Regions from separate parts of the Hordeum vulgare genome. Here region 2 is linked to region 1. The links are chromatin contacts, called in public Hi-C maps. All regions are on one chromosome and are shown on one strand. Each heading gives the region's core, a stretch centred on a gene start, on an enhancer-like site or on the middle of the called end of the contact. The rest is flanking DNA. Distances are from core to core; before and after follow the strand shown. Region 1 has its middle 81 kb from the start of LOC123408081. Region 2 holds the start of LOC123408081 (small polypeptide DEVIL 17-like).

Evidence for each region. A called contact is a pair of places that touch in the nucleus more often than the background predicts.
Region 2: a Hi-C map of seedling shows a contact between it and region 1, with 2.1 times the contacts expected there. The contact joins the promoter of LOC123408081 here to the enhancer-like site in region 1. A contact is called at or near these places in 2 of 6 Hi-C or Micro-C datasets (leaf and seedling).

Annotation. Positions count from the first base shown.
Region 1 is chr1H:126,743,475-126,749,563 of MorexV3_pseudomolecules_assembly, reverse strand. No RefSeq gene overlaps it. Among protein-coding and RNA genes, the nearest start is that of LOC123408081, 81 kb to the left of the region's middle. Within about 2 kb of position 3,418, at least 3 of the 3 cell types and tissues checked have open chromatin away from gene starts, as enhancers often do. A contact at or near this core is called in leaf and seedling, where this site is marked.
Region 2 is chr1H:126,824,817-126,830,905 of MorexV3_pseudomolecules_assembly, reverse strand. LOC123408081 (small polypeptide DEVIL 17-like) reads right to left here and starts at 3,055. Exons shown (of 1, transcript XM_045101284.1): 1 at 2,462-3,055. The coding sequence starts at 2,995. The coding sequence ends at 2,708.

The DNA of each region.
Region 1 (6,089 bases), core at 2,169-4,668:
AGTGCACACGATTAGTCCAGAAAAGCATTGTCATCGATCACCAAAACCACTAGGGTAGAAATATGGCCTTACACCTATGCTATCATGGCTCACATGAGACTTTGCATGCGAGAAAGGTACAATTATTTTCTATTGGTTGCATATAATGGATCCAGAGACAAAGCCAACTCCATCTTAGCCTCGTTGCACAGGGCGCATGGTACTGCATAGCAAGAGGGCCATGTGAACTTTGTTTCGAGAGTACGCCAAGGGCGTACCATAGCTTTATAGAAGATAGGAATATATGTACAAGACAAATTCCTATTCCTTCTTCCATAGGTCGGAAAGAAGGAACAAAGGACCCAAATTACAAAAAAGACTCCAAACTCCAAAACCACACCTACTACTCACAAAAAGCAAAAAATCCCCTCCCACCAACCATACCCCAATCTTTAATCTCGCCAAAGATTTGAGTGACTAGTGTATCCTCAGAGATGCACCACTACGTGTTGCCAAACATTCTTGTACTTTTTTTGCTTCCACAAAATCCAACAAATGAGGGTAACCACCAAGTCAAAACCCTTGCGCCGTTCCTTAGGAATTGCTTTGCGAACTGTACACCATCATCTCTCCAACCGACCAGTCGATGATGGGAGTATGTCCAATTGAATGTTAGCTCTCTGAAAGCAATATAACTGCACCGGCTTGGAGTACACACACTGCAATAAGACGTGGTCCACAGTATCATGCTGCTGATCACAGAAGAAACAAGGAGATAGTGGCTCCCGCAGCCCATGTCTGAACCTGCTATCCGGAGTCCACACACTGTATTGGATCTCCAACCACATGAAAAACTTGCTTGGTAATGAGACCAACAACGCCAGATCGCTTTGTCATATGACACCCTGATGCCCCCTTGTCAGAACATATCGTAGGATGATTTTGATGAATAAACCCCGCTCTCGTGCCATCTCCATACAGCCTCATCTTCATTCCCCATGTGAACTTTCTGAATACCATGTATGTTGATTGTAAGAAAATTGTTGCATGTATAGGTTGCGCCCTTTTCGGCATGCTAGAAATCTCAGTTTACAAGATTTTCTCGTGCACTTTCATTTTTCTCAGTGTATTAGACATGTTTGAATTGTTACCCAATTGTTTCCCAAACATGTGATTACTAGACAGTGCACCTTGTGCTTATGTATAAAAATGGTCGAGGCCAATAGATTATTACATGGCCGGTTTCATGCATGTAAAGCAGTGTTTCACGCATATAAGCATTTTAGCTATACACCTAGAGCCTTATCATACCATTGCAAAGAAAAAAAATGTCTAATACAATTCACTACACATCATGATAACATGTTAGTTTGTGATCTCTATTAAGTAGTGTTTGTTTATTAACTTTAATTGGTCCGAGTGAGATTGAGAAGGACTGGATAGGATTAGAGATATTGAAAGCAATATGTTATCCTGTAGACATATGAAGTCCCGCAAATATAGTACTTGTGCTTGAGGCCTAATTTTACAAAAAACAATAATTTCCTATCATTCTTATACATATGTAATTTCTCATGTCTGCTATAGCAATTAGTTTTTTAAAATTATTTATTTAAGGTTCCTTGATGTGATTGACATGGTTGGTTCCTTTTCTGTGTAAATGATGTCGAGTCCTCACTATTAAGGAAACCTATTCTATTTCTATTTCATAGTTCTACTTTTCTATTAAGGTTTTAGTTGCCACCTATTAGTCATGTTTCCACATGCATGTGAAGATAAATGTTATGATAAATTCATCTATTGACATGCTTTTATTTTCACAACGCATCACACCTTGATGATTTCTTCCATTATCCCGATGATATTTTTTTTCATTATTTGAGATGGCATCACATCCTGTTGATTTCTTTCATTACTTTATCATGCCCAATCAAGTATTACATGCAATAGTTTTTTAACACACACTTTTCAATGTAATTTCCATGTCAATTATGCATTTGACATGCTTGAATGCTAGTTTAGAAGAAAAGCCATGTAAGACTACAAGAATGGAACATGACTTCAAGGCCTGTGATCCAAAGTAGCCCTTTGGCAAGCCATGTAAGGTTGAAAGAACGGAACATGATTTCAGGGCCCACAATGCGAAGTATCCCTCGGTGTGATCCCAAAAGGATGACCCAAAATCCATATCGACGAAGGCCTTGGATATACCAGTAAATTTTTATGCAAGCATTCATTGAATATTTTCATTATCTAGCAATGTATTTAACAAAATCCAAATTTATGGCATCAAGGATCGTATTACAATAGCTCATGCTTGCCAAAGATGACATGACTCAAGAAGGGAATCAAGTAATATGGCGGAGCTAGCATAAATGTTTGCGATGCATACAAATACATTGCCAACACCAATGGCGTTCAAGTAGTTACCACGACGAACGCTAGAAAGCAGTGTCCTAATAGCGGCAAACAACAGGGGATGTTGTATAGCACCACACCCAACATGTCTTTTGTTGTTGTTTTTGACTCTTTTTTTACCCATGGAACGGATTTAACACTTTGTGTGCAAAAGGAATAAGGCTATATCATGGTAAATATTGGGAATTATTTTATGTAGTGTGAGGTTCTTTGCTATTGTAAATCAACTTTTATTGTTAGGACATGGACTATGATAACATATGATGGATACATGTGCCCCGTTCGAAAAGATAGATTCAGACAGCTACATTGATTTTTTTTTTCGAAATGCAAGATGTCATTAATGTGTCTCATTAAAAAATAGAGAATAAAAACTCGGATACATATGCATGTCATGCAACTATACTCTTCACTTTAGCTTTTCCAGCTTTTAGCATTGGCCACATTTCTTCTCAACACATGCCTTCAATAAAAGATCCCGTTACATCACCTGAACCATTTTCTCATGACATCCGATCCTATGTGGCCAGTGGAACAGCACGCTGATATTATCTATTGGTCACACCCTTATATAGCTTGCTTTAGAACTTTATATTGGTTACTAAAATCGATCACAAAGATAATGTTCAAGTTACCAGCTTACGTATACTGCCATGACCAACTGGTCACATATTTACGAAAAATGATACCCACATTTATCATTCTGTTGTTAAAATAGAATGGTGCGGCAACACGAACCAGTTGCACGTACGCAGAAACTAGTTGGGACACAAAGGTAAATTCAGTTGGGTACGACCGAGAGAACGACCGGTCAAGCGTGGGCGCAGCACCGGCCAGCACGATGGATCGGGGTCGACATCCATCCACCCGTGACATACCCGCTCATGCATGCATCTGCGACTACCACTCCCAAAGCTCCTATCGTGCCTGCCGCGCCCACACGATGGGTCGTCATCGGATAGCCTCGTAAGTAGGCATGTACGTGGCAGGAGGACACCGGTGTGGCCGTGTGGGACGATGAGGATCGGGGCTCTGCGCCTCTGCGGCCCTCCTCCTTTTCGCCCGGCACACCACGTTCTCTCCCACAGTATGGTAGTCTTTGCTTATCTGATCTTCTCCGCATCTCGCTCCCTGCCTTACTTAAAATCTGGGACCCGCGTGCGTTCATACGTTACTCCCCACGTTTTCCCATCATGGAGCTAGTGTCGTTTTTAGCAGTCTTCGTGTGCTACTACTGCTGCTGATTCACTAGTAACCATGTTTCTTTTCACGTGCGTTGCATCAATCCTGTAGCGACGGTACATTTCCGCGAATGCCAAGTAGAAGAGATGTGGAATTGTCATAAAGGCATCTTCAAGCCGTCGAATTGCGTGGTTCCAATCATAAAACTCATCCAAACGGTTCTGTATCAGTCTCTGAGGCGGTTTGGATGCGATTTCTTTTATAAATCAGAGACAAATATGAGAACGATTTATGAAAGTCCGGACCGCTCCTTTACCTGATTTTTACCATCCCGATCCACAAAAACACATTTCCCCTCTTGCGCGCGCTTTTCGCACGACGTCAGCTGCCCGCATTCACGCTGCTGTAGAGCAGCCGCTTCTCATTGAAGAGCAAACGCAATCTCTCACTCGCGTTGACATTGAAGCGGCTCGCCGGCCGAGGGCGTCGCCTGCGGCGCGTCTCCGGTGATCGAGCCTGTTTAATGCCGGAGATGCGTGACTGGACGGGACGAGACATATATCTATCATGCCCGTTCAATGCCCCATCTGTTCGTATGCCACCATTAAATAGGCTCGCCGACCGAGAAACCCACTTCGGCGTCCCGAATTGACGCATGGCCTCACTAGAATCCCCTATTTAAGGGCGGCCAGACCCGGCTATCACCATAGCATAACACATCCGCTCCACATCCTCCTCCCTTGCACCACATCTGCCACGATTACACGCGGGGAAGCTTTGTGGGACAACCTGTCCCCGGAGATGAAGCAGGAGGTGGCCGCCATTGCCGCTACTTTGTAGAGTCGTTGTGCCATGCGAATAGAGGTCGGCTTGCCGGCTAGCTCGTCTGAGGTCTCTGACAACGATGAGGACGACACCACGATGGAGACGCGCTCCGTTGACACCGCCCCGGCTCCTGCGCCTCCTGTGCACTCCGACTACACCATGGACTAGGCACAAGCGTACTACAATGTCGTCATGGCGAAAGGGCGGCCTGAACCGACGCATACGTCGGTATTACAGTGGGCGTTGGAGCAACATCGGCATGCGTTGGGTTACATCAACGGCGAGCGCGCGAACCAGGAGGCAGTGGCGGCCATGGCCGCGATGAACTCAAACTTCATCGCGGAGCAGCATACCATCTACGATGCCATCCGCACTCAAGCCGCCGCTCGCCAGGAAGCGGCCGCCGCATAGTCGCTGTTCCAGGCGATCGTGGAGGGGAATAATGTGAGTTGTGCCTCCGGCGAACAATCAGGCGGCCCAGTGAGACGACGAAGGCCAAGGTGCCACCATTTCCCTCGTTAACCTCACATCCACAGACGGCGTACAAGGCGCTCACTCCTGCAAGAATGAGTAGGGCACCGGAGGCTGCAGAGCCCGGTGTTGAAAGGACTTGGAAGTTGCCTCGTATCAATGGCACCATTGGTATCAAACGGACTGACCCAGAAGAAGATTAAGCACGTGAGTAACCGAACATCATAATTTGTGCCATCAATGCTAAGAGTGTCAGAGAAACCTAATGCCTTAGCCGACATCCTTACTGTCTAGGCGGTAAATCCTAGTAATGAGAGACCTAGCTCTAGTATCAATTGAAAGGACGTGGATGTCACCTAGAGGGGGCTCAATAGGCGCTTTAAAATAATTGCGGTTTGGGCTAGCACAAATGCGGAATAAAAGTAGCATTTAATTTGTCAAGCACAAAACCTAAAACAACCAACCTCACCTATGGGCACCAAGAACTTATGTAAGCAACATAAACAACTAAGTGATAGCAAGATATATAACATGAAAGAATGGTTATCACAAAGTAAAGTGCATAAGAAAAGGCCTTGTGGATGCTAATCTCCGTTTGGAGCGGTGTGGGGGCACAATGCTCCCCAAGAAGCCACTAGGGCCACCATAATCTCCTCACACCCTCACACAATGCAAGATGTCGTGATTCCACTAAGGGACTCTTCATTGTAGGATCAAAAGTATGTCTAGAGGGGGGGGGGTGATTAGACCACTTGACCAAATACAAACTTATCTTTTTCCCAATTTTATTTATGCGGAAGTTTTAGCAATTGTAGGAAGTCAAGCAAACCATGCATATGCAAGTCTAAAAGTATATCAGCGTAAAGTAAAGACATGCACATGTAAATAGAGGGGTAGGGATAGGTAGATCAAATGCAAAGATTGACATGATATTTTTAGCATGGTTTCGATAAGTGGTGCTATTGTACGTCCACGTGGATGGAGACTTCAACCCACAGAGGGTAATGACCGCGAGAGTCCACGGAGGGCTCAACCCATGCAGGGTCTGGAGAGAAGCAACCTTGTTTATTCCATCATGGCTTACGTCTACGAAGCAATAGCTTCATTCGGGGTAGTTCTTCATGAAGTACGCGATCTTCTTGCCCTTACAAACTTCTTGGTTCCCACACAAAGTCGGAGGCTCCCAAGGGACACTAACCAATCTAGGAGATACC
Region 2 (6,089 bases), core at 1,806-4,305, 82 kb before region 1:
AAGAGTGTCAAACCCAACGAGGAGCGGATGGAAATGACAAGCAGTTTTCAGCAAGGTAATTTCTGCAAGCACTGAAATAGTTGTAACAAGTTGTTTGATAGCAATATAGTTGTAACAAGTGATAAGTAGAGATAGTAACAAGAGGTCCACCAAGGTAGCCCAATCCTTTTGTGGCAAAGGATAGGCCAGAACAATTTCTTATAATAGGCAAAGCGTTCTTGAGGGCACACGAGAATTTCATCTAGTAACTTTCGTCATGTTGGGTTAATTCGCGTTCGGTATTTTGATGATTTGATATGTGGGTGGAAAGGTGCTTGGGTGTTGTTATTGCTTGAAAAAACCTACCACTTATGATTAACCCTCCCACAAGCATCCGCAACCGCGAGAAAACTATTAAGAATAAATTCTAACCATAGCATTAAACATAGGGAGCCAAATCAGCCCCTTAAGAAGTAGTGCATAGAGTGGGGATTTAAGTTTCTGTCACTCTCGCAACCCACCCTCTAGTTACTACTCCACAATGAATTCCCTTAGGCCCAAGATATGGTGAAGTGCTATGTAGTCGACTTTCACATAACACCACTAAGGGGATCACAACATTCATATCATCAAAATATCGAATGAATATCAACTTCACATGACTACTCGCAACATGATTTATCCCGTGGCCTCAAGAATAAAAGTAACTACTCACACGTGATAAACATGTTCATGATTAGAGAGGTATTATATAGCATAATGAATCTGAACATATGATGTTCTACCAAATAAACCATAAATCATCAACTGCAAGATGTAATCAACACTACCAGACACACCCCAGGTACCAATCCGAGGTTCCGGTACAAGATTGAGTACAAGAGATGAACTAGGGTTTTGATAGGAGATGGTGGTGATGAAGATGTTGATGAAGATTAGCCTCCCCAAGATGAGAGGGTTGTTGGTGATGACGATAGCCTCGATTACCCCCTCCGGGAGGGAAGTTCCTCCCGCGGAATCGCTTCGCCGGAGGAAAAAAGTGCTCCTGCCCACGTTCTCCGTCGACACGGCGACGCTTTGTCCCAAAAGTCCTCTCATGATTTTTTTGGGCCAAGGAGAATTTATATTAGAAGATGGGCATCAGAGGTGGGCCAGGTGGCCCGCTAGACATGAGGCCGCACCAGGGGTGCCTCGCGCGCCCTGGTGTCTAGTGGCCGCTTGGTGGCCCCCTCTGACACTTCCTCATTCCAGTATTTTTTATTTTTTATAAAATAAATCTCTGTAAATTTTTAGCCCAATTGGAGATGTCCACAATAAGTATCTGTGACAAAGCCTTTTCAGGTCCAGATTCCATATGGTGGCATTCGCCCACTTGATGTAAACCTTGCACATTATGAGAGAAAAACCACTAGAATAACTCCAGCAAGTGGCAAAATGCATAAAACACTATAAATAACAGTAACAAAACATGATGTAAAATGGATGTAGCAATTATCCGCTAATTAACCCATGTTTATAATGAGGTATTTTTTCATCCTTGATTGCATATACTATATTCATGCTATAGTCTCACATGATGACGTTTTTGTATGGGTGATAGGAATCTGCGAGGGGTTCACATGTTCTTATAGACCAACTGTTGTTGATTGATTTGGAAAATCCTTGGCCTGATCAAAATCGTAAACCAAATCCAAAATTGAATACCTCAGTTGAATGAAAAGCTTTGAAATTATTGAATGAGCTTTGAAATTATGGAGCACAGAGAATTAAAATAATTAAATAGGAGAGTTCTTTGAGAAATTGTTGACCCTGTCAAAATAAAATGACGAAAGTCTAAATTAAATCCTAAAAAATTGTGAAGATTTAAAAATTAGGGTGTACAATGTATTGTATAAAAATTAAATGAAAGAGTTTGAGAAATTGTTGACCCGGTCAAAATCAAATGACCAAAGTATAAATTAAAGCCTAAAAAATTGTGAAGATTTAAAAATTAAGGAGCATAGTGTATTGTATACAAAATTAAATGAAAGAATTTGAGAAATTGTTGAGTCAAAATTGAATGATCAAATTTTAATTGGAGACCCCAATTGATTCTGAGGGCTCCAATCCTAGAAAGATTAGTCATATAGTACTCCCTCCCTTCCAATTTTTTTGTCTTAGGTTTGTCTAGAAATGAATGTATAGAAATACTATAACATGACTAGATACATTCATATTTAGACAAATCTAAGACAAAAAATTTGAGACCGAGGGGTATATGATAGAATTAGGAAAATAGATGTCATTTGATTTTTTTATTACGTCTAGGTTTTTTTTTTTGAATGTGAATGATTGATTCCTATCCTATACAACAACAATAGTAATCCATCCTACACATCACGGGGTCCAAACAAAATTTCCTACAAAATTCATATCCTTCTGAATTCCTACATTTCTATAACCAGTTATCCATAACCAGAAGTTGTACGGGTAAGCAAGGCCGTGAAGATAACCAGTTATCCATAACCAGAAGTTGTACCGGTAAGCACATTACATGTCAATTACATTTCTCATTCACTTACACATCATCAGATTAAAAAAAACTCATGTCATTTTTTTCAGAAAAAAAGATGAACCAGTACGGAATACTGTACACCAAACACTACCATTCCTTCCTACAGACCGAACCGACCTACAGGCCCGGCCCTGACCCAGCCCGCACAAAAAACCACCAGGCCTTCGTGTGAGCTCAGTCGGACATGTCGTGCTCGTTCCAGCACAGGAGCATCGAGACGCATCGCCGGAGGATGTACAGCCTCGTCCTCTGCTGCTTCAGAACAGCATGGCACCGGGACCGGAGCCCGCCGAAGCCATTGCCGCCGGCCTGTTTCCTCCGACGCCGCAGCTGCGGTTCGGACCGCGTGCTGTCGTCGTTGGCCTCAGCCGGCGTTGAAAGGTGGTGGTACGCCGAGCAGACGGATACCGAAGCTGAAGCGGCTAGCTCCATGGATGCGATTGCGAAGGAGAAAACGAACATGTCGCGGGAGAAACAACTGTGGGAGTAGAGCAGAGGATAGCGTGGTGTGGCGAACCTGGAGAGGGCCTCTGTTTTTATATAACCCGAACCGACACCACGCGATTAGGACGGCTCGTTATTGAAAGCCGACATTGATAGCATGGAATGACGGTTCTACCCTGCCCTCGGTTTTGTTTCTCTAATATAATCCGCCCAGCTCCCTAACCAACGGATTGAGAACACTAGACAGACTTGTTTGTTCTTCTTGGTGTTGTTTAAGTATGATTATATTACCTGTGACATGGTACATCTTTTGTTTCTTCTCATCACTAATTTATGGATGCTTCTGTCATTCGGAATTTATGATTCCATTACATTACTGCAATGATTTGGAGACGTTTGTCTGCACTCGGCACTAATATATCTGTAGTACAGATGATTATTGATTAGTGCGCTAGCTAATGGTGACGTTCGGCTAGCTCAAGTACGTGGATAGAGTAGAAAAACAGGGTGCCTGACTCGGATCTGATGCAGAGTCATGCATATTGAAAGAAAAATATGGTCACATCACCAGTCACCACTTAAGTTGAAAACATGACGCTGTTGCGGCGTATGACCTACAGCCTGGAGGTGATTAAAATAGAAATAGGATTTGGAACACATATGCGCTCTGTCCCTCAATAATGGGTGACGGTAAGGTGGTCTTAATCAAAAGTAGGCAATGGTACCATTACCCGGGTTTTTCGTTAATAATGTAACTCTTGCATGTGTCGTAGGAATTTATAGTCTTCTTGTATATCGCTGTTTGATTTATTTTTTCGTTGCGAATAATCTGGCTGCTTGATTTGTGGTCGCTACTATTCCCTTTGTTTCTAAATATAAATTCTATTATTTCTTCAAAATGTCCCAACTTCTTTAACTCTGATCAAGTTTATAGACAAAAGTATCAATGTCTAAAACACCAAATCTTTACCATTAAATTCATCATGAAATATATTCTATATTTTATATATTTGATATTATAAATATTTATATATTTTGCTATAAAGTTGATCAAGCATAGACAATGGACGACTTTTTGAAACCAAATACACCTATTTTAGGAACGGATGAAGTAGTATATAGTTTGAGCTGCTCCAATGTACCCTCTCCAATTCTAAACACAAGTCTTTCCTCCATTTTTAAATACAAGTCATTTTATAAATTTCACTAGGAGACTATATACGAATGTACATAGACATATTTTATAGTATATATTCACTTATTTTTCTATTTATATTGTCTCCTAGTAAAATCTCTAAAAAATATATATTTAGAAACGGAGGGAGTACACACAAAACAAGATAAATGAATCTGTATTTTAAAATGTATCCATATACATTTATATATAGTTTATAATGAAATCTTTAAAAAATAATTATACTTCATATGGCACTACTCTTTTTTTTGCGTCAAAATTTTAAAGCTTCATTGATAAAAGGTGTTTGCTGGGCAGTCAGCCAACATGCTGCTCACCAGAAAACTAGGAGTTTCAGTAAGCTAGCTCTCGATAGCATTTCTAGTGCAAGCACGCTTGGCACATAGATGAGCTGGACCGTTCGCTGCTCTTAATACATGCTGAATTACAAATGAGGAAAAGGTAAGGGAAAGCTCTTCAATCTCAAAGAAGATAGCAGCCACGACGGAACATCCGTCACGGCGATCGTGCCAGAGATTTACGACCTCCAAGCAATCTGTCTCCATCACCACTTCAGAAAAATCACGAAGACTTGTGAATATCACTCATGCACGCAGGGCAAGAGCTTACCCCAACTTGAGGCTTACCCCATGCACCCAATAAGGAACATCTGGAGTGAGCCACACCACCACCAGCGCATTGTTGGCTTATGACATCAACCGCCGCGTCGGTATTGATTTTAACCCGGTTACCTTCAGGTGGCTGCCACCCATAACCAGGCAAAGTCGCAGCTTGATCTTTTGGGATCTGCAACAAAGCCAGAGCTTCCCTGAGATACTTGATAGATTGCACCGGATCAAACCTCTCTCCATCATGAGTCCATCTATTCCGAGAGTTCCAAATGGACCACATGATAGTAATGATCGGGGCTCGATCCTTCGGAGAGAACCTTGGATCAGTAAAAATGTCCTTTCTCCAGGAGTCTGAGTGGAGTGTTGGAAAATGAAAATCCAATAGAGCTTGTGCCTCGACCCAAAACCGACATGCATGAGAGCAATGCATTAAAGCATGCTCCAAATCTTCATCAACAAGTTGACATAGTTTGCACATACTTGTATCTCTGATATGTCTATATTTAAGTGTTGCTTCATCTGGTAGGATGCCACGCATGACCCTCCACCAGAAAACACGCACTTTGGGAACGACCTTGAGAGCCCATAACATCTTCCACAAGTGATTTTGTTCCACTGAAGGACCTGAAGCCTGCCCTTCCACATGAGCTGAGTGCTCATTGTGTGTCATTAGAGCTCGGTACGCCGATTTCACTGTGTAATTGCCGGACTTCTGATGTGCCCATGCCAAAAAATCTGCCCCCCTCCACGCCGTAGAGGAATGTTCAGAATTGCCTCGGCGTCAGGTGCAACAAAGTTTTCCCTAACCCGGTCCATCCTACATGCTCCCGATTCGATGTCAATCAGCTCACTGACATACGTAACGGCCGTACCAGGAGGTTTAACAGTGGGAGTCATAGTCTCCGTAGATGGAATCCACCTGTCAGTCCATACGTTAATGGAAGAACCATCGCCAATTCGATGGATGAGGCCCAGGTTCAGCGCCTCCCTGCCAGCCACAATTGCACGCCAAATAGCTGAGGCCGAATGTGGCACTGATGCTCGAGTAAAATCTGTATCCGGGTAGTATCTCCCCTTCAACACTCGTGCACATAAGGAGGTAGTGTTGGTAATCAAACGACATCAATGCTTTCCTAGCAGAGCCAGATTGAAGCTATGGAAATCTCGAAAACCCATCCCCCCTTTGCATTTTGGTGTCGCCAGTTCTTTCCACGATATCCAGTGGAAAGATCGTCTGTCAATGGAACTGCTCCACCAATACTTGGCCATACTGGAAGTTAAGTTTTTTTAAACTTTCTTTGTAAGT